Regions from separate parts of the Mus musculus genome. Here region 2 is linked to region 1. The links are chromatin contacts, called in public promoter capture Hi-C maps. All regions are on one chromosome and are shown on one strand. The core of a region is the stretch at or near the end of the contact, and the rest is flanking DNA. Distances in the headings are between cores, read along the strand shown.

What was found. Capture Hi-C pulls out chosen DNA fragments and counts their contacts.
Region 2: a promoter capture Hi-C map of adipose tissue shows a contact between it and region 1. The contact joins the promoter of Rab15 here to the promoter of Esr2 in region 1. A contact is called at or near these places in 1 of 39 promoter capture datasets (liver) and 1 of 9 other capture datasets (adipose tissue).

The regions. Positions count from the first base shown.
Region 1 is chr12:76,173,812-76,180,864 of GRCm38.p6, forward strand. It overlaps Esr2 (estrogen receptor 2 (beta)), which reads right to left and starts at 3,448. Exons shown (of 10, transcript NM_207707.1): 1 at 3,136-3,448.
Region 2 is chr12:76,817,962-76,825,014 of GRCm38.p6, forward strand. It overlaps Rab15 (RAB15, member RAS oncogene family), which reads right to left and starts at 4,563. Exons shown (of 7, transcript NM_134050.5): 1 at 4,233-4,563. The coding sequence starts at 4,356. Gm34988 (a long non-coding RNA gene) reads left to right here and starts at 356. Exons shown (of 2, transcript XR_381699.2): 1 at 356-448; 2 at 632-3,939.

The DNA.
Region 1 (7,053 bases), core at 2,198-4,697:
AGTATCTTCTGACACATCCAGATTCATGTCACAGCCAACTGTCAGATGCATCATGGATGACTGGTAACATGATCACCCATGAAAGATTTTTTTCTTCCTAAGTCACAATCTCTGAAAAGTTTTTGTACACACAGGGTTATGCATGGTGGGCTGAGGTACTGGCCAGGAAAAATACATTTTGGATCTTAGGCTGAAAAATAAGTAATGTTTTAAGATGTCCTAAATATTGACAGTGGCTTTATGAGAAGAAAAAGATTGGCCCCGGAAATAACATGACATTCGGAAATGAGTAGACAGACCTCTGTATCTAGAGTTACCATCCAGCCTATAATCATGTGTATTCCGGCCCGGTGCACAGAGCACAGCATTGGATCCTGGGCTGCACAGTGACGGGTCTTAGACAAGTCATATCAACTCCTCAACCTTCCCTGTCGTCTTCCGTAGAAATGAGAAAGTATTAAGGAATGTACATTTCCCCAGTGCACTGGGGAAGTGTATGAGAACCTTCCATGAGGTTTACTGTGGAAGGTTTTACTTATTATACTGTGACGAGGTTGAAGCCCGCCCACTGACATGCCACCGGGCACAGCTCTCAAGATGGACAATTTAAAATAAAATGCTTTCTGATTGTGAAGGCCTTTGCTTCTGAATATTACTTTTTTTTTTTAAACTTGCGTTTGATGGAAATCCATCGTGTCAAGCAGTCTAACTAGCTGGGTCGTTAGGACCCTGTCTGCTCCGTGTGTGCAAAGGAGATGCCACCTCCTGTGAGGCCCATATCTTGGGCCCACGGATGCAAACAGCTTTGACAGGCAACCTCCATTGTTCTTCCAGCTGCCCCTACCCCCTCGGCGAAGCATCCCATTCGCACACCCCACACCTGTGTTCCCCAACAGAAGTAAAAACTCACACCCACAGACGCCAGAGAGAATTTCATAGCCAAGGAAAATATGTATAAATACATTTCTATCCTTGCTCCTTTCTTTTCTAAGACAAGCTCTCATGCAGTCTAGGCTAGCATAAAAATTTGCTATATAGCCACGGTTGTTCCTAAACTCCTGACCTTCCTGCTTCCGTATTTTGAGTTCTAGGATTACAGGCAAGAAGCGCCACACTTGATTCATGTGATGCTGTGGATAGAGGCCAGGGCTTTGTGCATGCTAGGCAGACTATCTACCAACCGACCTACATCCCTGGACCCTTACAGAGACCTCTTAGGCACCAAGTGCTCTTTCTGTGTGCTGCTGGTTAGCAGTTATTTTCTTTACATGGATCTCTTCCGAAGGAAAATACTAAGTCCCTCAGTCAGTTTCATGATAGGAACAAAGGAAACTTACTCTAAAGCAACCATAAAACTGGCCACTAATAACTGACTTACACGCAACTCTTTAAAACTGAGTATGTGTCTTCCAAAAGGAGAAAAAGCTAACTCTTCTCTATCACGAATCTTCGAGTGGTATTTCTTCTAAAAGCTTCAATGCAACTGTCGGAAAAACAATGTTGCAATAAGTAGAACTTTTTCAAATTTCTATAACAATGTACTAAACACCAAATTATGAAGTCTAATAGCCAAATGTTCTGTTTTCAAGGGCGTTGCATATATAGTAGAAACAACTTTCCTGCAAATGAGTGTATTCCTCGGAATTTTATATAATCACTTTATAGTCATTCCATAAAGTGACTCAAAACATCAACTAAAATTTTAACATGAAATATCATTGCCTATTGGATACACATTTAATAAGAATTACAGTGTTTTAGTCTTTAAAAGGGACATGAGGTCTATTAAATGCTAATTTATATATTTGATATATTGAATTTAGTACTAAATTTCACATTTTTATATTAAAAATAAATCCTGAGAAACGTTCAATCTGACTAGATCCATTTGGGTTCCTCAGACCCACCTTGGAATTGTCTTCTGCATGCTTTTTGTTGATTTCAAGCATTTATATATCTTAGGCAAGACTTAAAGTGTTGTCTTTAAAACTGCTCTTGAAATAAGAATTTCAGATTCATCTAGACATCTATTGAACATAAAATGAAATCCTAAAGTTTCTGCTTTAACCCTGACTGATAAAACCTCATCTTTTACTTCATATAGAATGCTGTAGAGAAATGGTCTCAGCCTTCCTAGTGGGGCAATTTCTTTAATACAGACCCTTGTGTTATGCTAACCTCCAACCATAAAATTGTTTTCATTGCTACTTTATAACTGTAATTTTGCTGTTGTTATGAATCATAATGTAAATGTTTTTGGAGATCGAGGGGAGGGGGGGGTGTCTCAAAGGGGTCGCGACCCACTGGTTGAGAACCCTTACAATCAGACTTGCTCTGGTAAGAAAATGAAGCTACTGATTACACTCTTCTTGTTGTCACTATATATCCTCTTTCTAATCTTTCCTTTCACTCTTTAAATAACATTTACACGGAGAGAGGAAATATCCACCATGAGCCGGATCATTATAGTAACAATGAAATTTCAAGTGATGCTTACAAAAACACTTGAAATAGAACAAGACATAAACATCTTTCCTCGAGGGTACTATGTGCCAAACACAAACCTGCCTTCTAAATCCTAAGTTAAATTGTCACGCTTGCTTTCTGAATAGCGCTCAAATTCATAGTTTTGTTTTATACACACACACACAGACACACACACACACACATACCAATATTCACTCTTTCCACTATGAAACTGTCACCACAGGTAATCAGGAAGAAGCAACAGTTAGATTCCTCTTCAGCATATAAGAGAAATCAGATTTAATCTTTCTCAGACTATCCAGGAAAGAAGTTAAACTCTATTTCTGACACGACTAAGGATTGCCAGTCGACAAGCCATGATCACCTGCCTAAGATAGGCATATCTTCCCTGGTCCACCACACTCAAGCAAGAAGCGTCATCATCGTATCCACTGCTAGGAAAACCACAGGAATTTTCTTCCTTTAAAATGAAATTATATTTATATAACTAAACCAAAAGTCAGTAAAAATTTCTGTTTCCGGTAGTGTTCAGAACAGTTGCATACATGCCCGTGCCCCAACCCTCCCCCCCCCTTTTTTTTTTGTTCTATACTCTGCCGGCTTCCCACAAAGTCAATTAAGCCTCACTATGAGCAAAGGGACACTTACCTAGCGGGTGGACATTCTCTCTTTTGCATTCTCTAAATGCAGACACGTACTTTCCTCGGTCCCTGAGCGGGACTCGCAGCCACTGGTTGTCGCTCAGCCTGCGGCGGCTGCCAGACTCTACTGCAGACCCGGATGCCAAGGGATGCCAGTGGCCGCACAAGCCGCTCCCTCCAGGCCAGCTCCCCACCTCCTCTACTCCCAGGAAGTTTCAAGAGGTGGTTGATGCTAGAAGCCTGGGAGAAGGCAGGGACCCGAGAGTGCCTTTCAAAAGGGCCAGCAGCTGGAGAAGCTGCAAAGACTGCCCACGACTAACGAACGAACGTTAGTGCGTCTTTCTTTTAAAGACCTGGAAAGAGTGTGGGAGGGTAGCTGAGAAGCCCACGTGACCACAAACCGGGAGCCAGAGATCTCAGGCACTCCCGCGCCGTGCAACCAGATCCACTGGATGTGGACCTCCAGCCACTTCACAGTCATCCTCTAGGGACACCCCGCTTCCAATAGACTGACGATGAAGGATCGAGATGGGGGCCCGGGAATGGGAATTTCTGACCAGATCCCCAGGGATTCTGGACTTAACCGCGTGCGTCCAGGGACCACACTTAATCCTGTTTCCATACTTTGACCTACGTGCGTGTCATTAAATGCTTAAGTTTGACAACTCTCCTTGAGAAGCATGGGCCAGGCCCCGGTTTCGGGTAATAGCACCGAAATTAGCAGTAATAACGAAGTAATGAAGGCAGATTCCTTTGCAGGGAGTGTTAGCTTGTGCTCCAGAAAGGCAAGGCAATGGGGCTGGAGGTGAAGGTTTGAACGCTCATCTATCAGCGGCTGGCGATGGAAGCCGGGAGAGAAAACGAGTTGTTTTTTGTTTTGTTTTGTTTTGTTTCGTTAAAAAAAAAAAAGAAAAGAAAAAGAAAAAGAAAAAGAAAAAGAAAAAGAAAAAGAAAAAGAAAAAGAAAAAGAAAAAGAAAAAAAGGCAATGGGTTAGGTCCAAGATCCCGCGAGCCTCCTGGAATTCACCTGGAGAAAATCTGCCTGCGCTTTTACAGGGGCGGAGAGGGTCTCTGGCGCCCCCTGATGGTAGATCTGATCCTCCCAGCTCAATCGCTTAGCCTGGAAGTGACCCTTCTACACAAAGGCTGAAACCATACCTTATAGTCTTTGAGGAAACAACTGGCTTTAAGGCAGCCTTTGGTGGCAAAAGTTAAAAGGAAAACAAATGACCTGTAGGCCAACCTGGTGTCACTGGTGTACCTAATTAATCGTCAAGCCATCCGCACACATCACGGGGATGTTTGTGAAGGATTTTAAAGATCTACTTTTTATCTTTTAAATTATGCACACATGGGTATGTACACAGGCGTGCAGATGTCTACGGAGACTATAGGTGCGGGATTCCCTCCTGCGTATGGGTGCTGGGAACAGAATTAGGCTTCTGTACAAGAGCAGCAAGCTATCTTAACAGCTGAGATGTCCCTTCAGACCCAGAATGTGATTCTTGGTGGACGGTACTCTAATAGAAGAAAACCGGGGGGGGGGGGGGGGGCGGGGGGGATTTGGAGGGAAACTTATACAATGTCAGCCTCAACATTTTGGGTGTAACCAAAACGCCTTCGGGGACCTTTCTGAGGCCCGGGTTTATGAGTGCCACAGGTAGGCACCGCAGACTACATATGTGGAGAAGCACGGTCTTTATAGACTATGAGCAAAGGCTATACCAAAAGTTTCGCTGCTGCCGGGCGGTGGTGGCTCACACCTTTAATCCCAGCACTTGGGAGGCAGAGGCAGGCGGATTTCTGAGTTCGAGGCCAGCCTGGTCTACAAAGTGAGTTCCAGGACAGCCGGGGCTACACAGAGAAACCCTATCTCGAAAAAAACAAAAACAAAGCTCGCTGCCCCCATTCATCCCATGTACAGGTTTCATTTAAGCTAAAAGTCCTGGGTTCTCTCCATTTGTGAGATAGAATGTCCCTGTCCTTTTAGGAAAGGTAGAGTGGATGGGAGAGTGGGTAGCTACTGAGTCCATCCTGGTGAGGATAGGCAAGGATGAGATTAATACTTCCCAGTCTGCACGTCCCTGTGTCCTTTCCTGTGTGTCTGTGTGTCCTGTGTCACTCAGTCCTTCCTCCTTTCCTGCCTTGGTAGAAAAGTTGCAGTAGCGATCTTAAACAAATCAGTTCATTTAATGATACTTTGTTAACAAGATTCATCTGGAGGGAGGCCAGGATAGCTCAACCAATAAATGAACTTGCCGAGCTAGTCTGACAGACCAGCGTTTAGTTCACAGAACCCAAGGAGGTGGAAGGATTTATGTAAGAGCTGGGCTCAGTTCCAGCACCCACATGGCGACTCACAATTACCTGTAACTCCAGTCCCAGGGGAGCCAATACTCTCTTCTGACCTCCAGTCACTAGGCACATATATGGTACACATACTTACACACATGCCGGCTAAACACCCACATACATAAAACTAAATAACTAAAATTAAAAGATGGAAGGAGAGAAGGAGGGACCCAACTCCAGAAAGTTACCAAAAGTTACCCTGATTGCCACCCAAAGCGCATGGCATACACACACCCACATTCACACACACATTATATACACATACACTAATACATTTTTAATTTTAAAAAATCATCTACAGTGGAACATCCATGAAAGGATCTCAACCCAGAGCCAAGAGGCAGGTAAAGGTGGTGTGAGGGAGAGAAAGCTGACATCTATGAAGTATGTGTACCAAGCCAGACTGCACAGCTTCCTCTGTAATCCTCATACCGGTTCCAAGGGGCAAGTAAGACTGGCTCCGCCTTCCAGATGAGAACAGAGGCTCACAGAGCTTACATTCACTACGGGAAGCTACAAGATAAAAAAAGAAACCAGTAGCCACAGTGGTTCTTATACACAGTGGCCACTTATGGACACTGAACTATGCATTGTGTATGCGTGTGTGTGTGTGTGTGTGTGTGTGTGTGTGTGTGCCTGTGTGTGTGTGTGCCTGTGTGTGTGTGCCTGTGTGTGTGTGCCTCTGTGTGTGTGTGCCTGTGTGTGTGTGCCTGTGTGTGTGTGCCTCTGTGTGTGTGTGCCTGTGTGTGTGTGCCTGTGTGTGTGTGCCTGTGTGTGTGTGCCTCTGTGTGTGTGTGCCTGTGTGTGTGTGCCTGTGTGTGTGTGCCTGTGTGTGTGTGCCTGTGTGTGTGTGTGCCTGTGTGTGTGTGCCTGTGTGTGTGTGTGCCTGTGTGTGTGTGTGCCTGTGTGTGTGTGCCTGTGTGTGTGTGCCTGTGTGTGTGTGCCTCTGTGTGTGTGTGCCTGTGTGTGTGTGCCTGTGTGTGTGTGCCTGTGTGTGTGTGTGCCTGTGTGTGTGTGCCTGTGTGTGTGTGTGCCTGTGTGTGTGTGTGCCTGTGTGTGTGTGTGTGCCTGTGTGTGTGTGCCTGTGTGTGTGTGTGTGCCTGTGTGTGTGCCTGTGTGTGTGTGTGTTCACTAGATTTTCATTGCCGTGATAAACCCCATGGTCAAAAGCAACTTGGGAAGGAAAAGATTCATTACAGCTCACGGCTGTAGTCCATAATGAAGGGAGTCCAAGCAGGAACCTGGAGGCAGGAGCTGATGGGAGACAATGCAGGGGCACTGCTTACAGACTTGCACCTCCCAGCTTGGCCCAACTGCTGTCGTTTGCAATCCAGAACTACCTGCTCTACAATGGGCGGGGTCCGTCCCCATCAATCTTTAACCAAGAAAATAGCCCACAGGCTTGCCTACAAGGCAGTCTTATGGAGGCATTTTCTCAATTGAAGTTAGTTCTTCTCGGGTGACTGTAGCTTGTGTCAAGTTGGCAAAAAAACTAACCAACACGTGTATATGTGTCACCTTTTTATTTTATACATAATGGCTATATAAAATACATTCTTTCTTTTCCTTCCTT
Region 2 (7,053 bases), core at 3,313-5,812, 650 kb after region 1:
AGAGTAGGGGGAGATGGGTCTCAGGCTGGCCTAGATCGGCAAAAGTCTGATGAAGCCACGCAGCATAGAGACTGGGCCCTAAGTCTCACTGTGTCTCGCATTGAATTTGTATCCAGCTCCTCTGTCTAGAAACCTGCAAAAACTCTGGAGTCACAGTACCCAAACAATTGCCCAATGTCTGCCGGATCACTTAGATCCAAGGCTCAGATCAAGCACTCCTGGTTCTTCCTTCTCTCTGACTCCCCTCTCCCCGCCCCAAGTCACCACAAACCTGCTTTAGGCAGTCAGATCCAGTTCCAGTTAAACTTCTTAAGGCAAGAGAAAACAGTCACAGCCTAAGCTGTAGCAGCCAGACCAGTCTAGCCAGAAAGAGGCCACACAGCCCCTCCCCACTCTGAAGAAAAGCAGCCTGAGGGAGGCTTGTCAAACAGAAGGCCCGGAGAACCAGGTGAGCCTACTTATGGAGGACCAAGGATGGGCGGGCAGAAACCAACCCCTGGGAAACCCCCTCAAGCTAGCATTACACCATAAAGGCCACCATAAAGAAGATACCTGATCACAAATATCCACAGAAGTCTCCTGTCTGCCTGACCAGACAGCACTGGTCACATGATACTCTCTCCTTTTTCAGAAGTGCGGGGCCTGATGGTTTGAGTCATTTCCCATGTCAAGAGTGGAAGCCAAATCACGAAGGTGACCGTGCAGGCAGCTTCTCGGTCCCAGAGGAATGGAAAGGAGCTGAGTGGGATTCTTCCTGACACCAATAGTAGCACACCCTGGATGGTCCTTCAAAGTCTTCACCTCCTTCCCTGGCTAATATCTTTTATACCTCACTTTTTAAAAACAGTGCCTTTCTCCTATTGCTAGGCTCAAGCCACAGCCAGGGCCATGATGGTCTTTGCTACCTGGGCCTTACATTAACTATCTCCCAAGAGGTAAGATGAAACCTGGCTTGCACTACCACCCATAAAAACTAAAAGGCACATGACTAAGCCTCACCCTCAAATTACTTACAGTTTAGGAGACAGCGCCAAACCGAGGAATGTTCTCTGTCCTAAAATCTTCCTTCTGCTGCAACCAGACTGCCCAGCGTCCCGTGGGCTCCCACTCACTTCTCACCTCTGTTCTCTGTGCTCTCCTTGTTCCATCTGCTCCCTTCCACTGTGGGAACCCACCCACGGGCAACCCACACGGCAGCGCCCAGCTTCAGCCTCCCCTGCCTGCTGGAATCCACAGGGACCGCTCTCCCTTTCCCCATTAGCAGCATCACCTCTCATAGGCTGCCTCGGGCACATATAGTACTATGAGACCTTTACTGGGAGCAGTGGTGAGGCTATAGTCAATCCTTTCTATCTAAACGGTGCTTTACCAAGCACTTGCAGACACGTTATCTCGTCCTGGCAATAACTCTTTATTGCCCGTGTCTTGCTTCAATGAGATGAGAGACTTCTGTGGGCAGGAAAGGGTGCATTTAATGTCACTAGAATGCCTAGCATGGTCCTTCTTGGGACTACTCCATTACATTAACAGATAAGCTAGTCATATCAGGAAACTACAGGAACATTAAGGCTCTGGCCATTCCACTCCCCACCAGCCCTCACCTGGCAGCCCAGCTGTATGGAGAGCAGAGTGAGTACCAGTGGTGCCAGCTTCAGGGTTGACAGGTGGCGAGGACATGAGTGCCTCAGTCTCCCTGGCTGGCTCTTTCATCGAATGTTTGGGTTCTTACGTAGAATAGACAGTCAATTATAAAAGAAGCAGCCAAAGGCGACATCAGTATGAGCCCAGACTCTGAACTCTTGCCTTGGCAGTAATTAGCAAATGGCCTCGTTTTCTCCATTCATAAGAAAGCAAAACAAATGAGGAAAGATGTCTAAATGGATGTCTGACATGGACTCTCCCAAGCACACACATCTTCTTAATGGATAAATTATGAATCAGCCCCCGTTTCCCTGGCTTTCTGATTTGTCTCCTGGCTGCCCCTTCCTTGGGAAACTTTCCAAATCACAGAAGGAAAGCCTCTCAGGACCATCCAGCTTTTTCCCTTCTATTGCAGTTAATGTTGGAAAACACGGCCAAGCCAAGACGGGGAGAACCTCAGGGCCTCCGTAAGCTTTAAATAAGAAAGCACTTAAGAAACTCAGTTGGGGGCAGATTTGAAGGGCTTCCGTGGACTTTGTAACCATGAGGAATCAGCGGACTGGTATGGAAAGGGGTGTATGTGGCCACCTTCTGATGCAGAGAACAAACTTCAGGGCTAGGTTTTAGCCTCATATGCCAAAACTGAGATGGGCGTATATAGAAGCAGACCACGCAACTCTTCACCACAGCCTCTGACACAGTGAGCTCCAGAGGATTTCCAGGGAAGTCCCTGTGCTCTGTCTAGCATTCTACCAGCTGGAAAGAAGATGGCAGGAAGACGAAGAGGGTTAGTGTGGGGTGACGGATAGTTCTCTTTCAAGGGAAGTACAGCCTCTGCAGGGTCATTTGTTATTTCAGAAACAGATGTTCCTTCCCTCATTCTTTCTATGGAAGAGGGGAAAGGCATACATCTCCTGGGGAGGCTGACTCCTCACACAGTAGGCAGGAGTCCTGAGATCTTCCCAAGTCATGGGGACCAGTAAACCCCTCAAAGGACTTGTACTCGTGACTCCAGGGTGCAGACTACTGTTCTTCAGGCAAAACCCAGGCACATAGCATCTCCCCGCCCCCATACCCCTTGACTCACTGCAGATAGCGCAACAGCTGCTGGCCTCAGACCCTTGTCAAGAATCATCAGGACAAGTTTCCCTAGTAATAGCCTGTTGCCCTTTGTTCCAAGCCTGCAAACTCTCTCATATCCCATATGGCTCCTCGGCCCCTCCCTGCTCACTCCCATGGCTTTCCCCAACACCTGTCTCATCTCTAAGAGCTCTAGAGAGGCAGGCAGCCCTCTCTCAGGCAAGGCTCAGTATCTGCCCCCTTCTAATCCCTCCACAATGGTTCTTATTCAAACAGTGGCCCAACCCTAGCTCCTGGGGTCTCTTAGAAGCTGGCCTTAGCGTTCCAGAGAAATATAGACAAGTTTTGTTCTGGCTCTGACTTGAGGAGGGGAAAGCACACAAGGAGACCTTACGAGCGCAATGAGAGGGACCTCCAGCACTCAGTCAGCGTCACATACATGTCAAGGCCATGCCTGCCTCAACTACAAGGCTCTGTTTCTCCAGACTGCAACTACCCTCACCTTCTCTCTTGGCAAGGAGTGTGTGTTGGGGGAGGAGTGTGAAGGGAGAAGAAGAAAGCCTTAAGAGGAAGCTCTCAAGGAGAGCTGGAGTCCTCCCCGAAGGCAGCAGGGCCTTCTAGGAGAGGATTCCTACTGGATGACCAGGTTGTCAGCAGGTTGTTTCTGTCAGGAGCCACGAGAAGGATCCTCCACAGCTGACCAAGTGTGGTACCCTGGTGTCAGATATGGGTGGAATCCCCTCAAGGCAGACGTCCTGGAAGAGAGGACCTTGCCTTGCCCATGAAGGAGAGACCACTGAGTCACTCTCAGAGTGGCCCTCAATGGCCTTGCCAGGGTACCAACCAGGCCTTTGTCCGGGTCTCATGTAGGGCCTGCCTACTTGCTGACCCTCTGCTCTGCATGGACATTTCCGATTTTCCCACCGTCCTTCAAACAGTCTCTGCCCACCCGTATCTTCCTTCTTGCACTGTGGTATCCCTGTCCTCCAGGCGTCCCACCTTGTGACTTTCCCTTCACTACTGAGTCTGCCTCTGTCCACTCCTATCCTGGCTCCACACCGACTCACCCTAAAACTAAGGGTACCTCAGTGACTTACTGCCTGGTCCTCATTTTGATTCCGTTCTCCTCCCTTCATTTGGAGCTGTGGGTATATCACTTCACTGGCTGTGAATCTCGCTGCCCTGTCTCAGGGCACTCTGGCCTACACCCGCCTGTTTTCTCATCTTGGATCTTGGATCGGAAGGCTCCCCTGCCAGAAGGCAGAACTCCCATCTTTAGACCATGACTGTAGGCAGCATATACCCCTCACCTGTAGGAACCCAGTCTCAGGGCCCCAGTGTGTGTGTGGGGGGGGGAGGAACCTCACACCCCTAGGTGTATGCACTCCCTATCCCTGGCCTCCCGCGCCACCGCCTCTACCTTAAGGGGCGCACAATCCCTTCCGGGCTGGGGATAAAGAAGCAACCACCGGGAGGGGAGAATAGGGCGCCCCTGGGCCACCGCCCCTTACCGATGGTGGAGATATGCGAGGAGTGGAACTCGTTGTCGGTGAAGCGGCACAGCAGGCATGTCTTGCCAACCCCGGAGTCCCCGATCAGCAGTAGCCGGAACAGCACATCGTACTGTTTCGCCATGGCAGGGACTCAAGGGGGCCCGAGGGCTGCGGGCGGCTGCGGGCTCAGCCCCGCTCAGCCTCTGCCATCGCGGCTGGAGCCAGCCCCAGGACGCCGCGGTGGCGAGAAGGAAGCGGCCCGGCCCCCGCGCTGGCCTCGCCCGCTCGCTCGCTGGCTCGCTGGCGCGGGGAAGCGCGGCTGCGGCGGGAGCGCGTCGCGGGGAAGCTCGCGCTGGCGGGAGGTGGGAGGGGACAGCTGCGGCTGCCGCCCCTGCCCGGCCCTCCGCCCGTCCCCTGCACCGCCGCTGCAGCGGGAGCGGGGGAGGGGAGCGTCGGGGTCCCCGCGGCCGCCCGGGGCGGGATCCCAGCTCTGCTCTCAAGCCCTGGGGTGCCCGGACCCGGGCAGGGTTCGGAAGGGATACGTCTGCATCTTTCCGCCGACGATCTGAGAGGCGGAGTTGGAATGAGCGCCCACCCAGCCCAGATCCCCAACCTTGACTTCCCGGTCCCATCTCTTCTCCTCGATCAAAGCCTGATCTTGATCACTCCACCCTACCTAGGTTGCCCCTTCAGCGGCCTGGCCCAGCTTATGAGTGGCAGGTCCACCTGGGCTCACCCCTAGTTGGAAGGCCTTCATCAGGGTCTGGATTGGACCGCCCTTCCCTTCACCAACACTCCGGTGTGTTGCGGAATTAACTGTCATTGCCATTTGGCCGCCCCACAACAGTGACTTATGTCATGCCCTCCCACCTCTTAAACCGGGAAAACACCCGCTGACCCATTCATTGTTCAGTTCTTCAGAGTAGACAGATAAATTATCATTAAAAATGAAATCCAAGTTGCAAAATTATTTGGAGGAGGTTCCTGTAAAGTTTTCTTTGGGTCTAGATTGCTAGGGTAGGTTCTCGGATTACCAAATATTTATTTCTGTATACAAATGGTACCCAAGAATGAATTGTCCTCTCTAGAGACCCAGTTTACTGCTGCCAAATGTGTTAGCACCAGAGAGGAAAATCAATCCTCTCTGGGGTTCAGAAAATTGCCTGCTCTTGAGAACTAGTATTAGGGGAGAGCAAGTCTAGTCTACTGGGTCTTTAAAAAGCAACGACTGTGTGAGTGTGTGGGAGTGCATGTGCACGTGTGTGTTCAAGCTAAATATTAGATGGAAAATGAATTTGTCAGTAGGAGAAATGGATCAAGGAAAATGATAAGCCTATTTATTGTCTTGAAATGAACTACATTTCAAGCAATGTGCCTAAATGAAGGGAAACCCCTAAACATGTTTGCTACTTTTATTTAAGGAACAGATCCTAGACTGGCCATTAAGATTCCCAGGTGTGAGACTGCTCAGAGGTTGGGAACAAGGGCTGCTCTTCCAGAGGTTCAGTTCTCAGTACAGTACCCATACAGCAGCTTAACTTGAGTTCTAGGGGTTCCGACATCTGCTTCTAGTCTCTGCAGGTGCCAGGCATGCATGCGATGCACAGATAGGCATGTATAAATGTGATAATTAATATATATGTGTATACACACACACACACACACACACACACAGAGGTGCATTTCTCTGCATTTGGTTTTTGCTGGGTTTCAAAGGCATGATGGGGGCTCTTGGGTGAGACACATGAGTTCTTCCAGGTACCGTGCTCAACAGCTGTGAAATCTTGCCTCTCACTTTCCTCATCAAAATAAGGGTACTTAGGGTAACGATCTTCTTATGGGATTGTAAAAATAAGGTGCTACATAGAAAGTTCTAGGACTTTGTTTAGCATGGTACTTGACTTAATAAATCCTCAGTTATAGAACACTCCATTGATTTTTTTTCTGCTTCCCTGGGCTATAAAAATAGCCCTCAGATGAAGGCTAGGGATAGCTTTGCTGAACTGAGGCCTAATTTGCTGTGGTCCCCAGCCCAGCCCCCTCATCAGTGCAAAGAACACAGAGCATGTGTTGGCCAGCAGCCCCGATGTTAGGTTCCTTAGCTGCTTTCCCATTGAGCCACTGTAAATACTGTCCCTGGTCTCTCCTTTCGGGATGATACTGATTACCTGCGGCTCTGTCAGAGAGAGCAGGGGAGACATGCAAGACGAGGCAAATCTCTCAACCCATAGGGGAACTTTCCTTTTTAAAAAATTGCTTTTTCTGGGTAAGACGGGAAAGTGAAGTGTTTTTTTTGTTTTTGTTTTTAAAGGGGGTTGTTACTAAAAAGTAAGTCTATTTCATCATACAGGGCTGATTTCAAACTCAGTAGCTTCCACTGTTTGTTTAAACGCATGTGGGTGGTGGGTAGTGCTGAAGAGACTTGACTCAGTGATTAAGAGGACTTCCTGTCTGCTCTGGCAGAGGCCTGGAAATAGGTTCTCAGGACCGACACTGGACGGCCCACAGCTGCCTGTAACTTCAGCTCCAGAGGACCTGAAGCTCTTTTCTGTACTCCACGGGTGTGTGTGTGTGCGCGCGTGTGTGCACATGCACACGCACATACACAGAGGAGGAGGAGGGAGAAGATGGAAGAGGAGGAAGAGGTGAAAGAGGAAGAGGAGGAGGAAGAGAAGGAGGAGGAGGGGAGGAGGAGAGTGTTCTTGGGCATGGTGGTATAACCCTAGCTACTGGAAAGGATGAGGCAGGAATATTTCAAGTTCAAGATCAGTTTGGGATTCATTGTGAGACCCTTTCTCAAAAAGGACAAAACCAGAGAGGTGGGAGAGCTGCCCTAGAC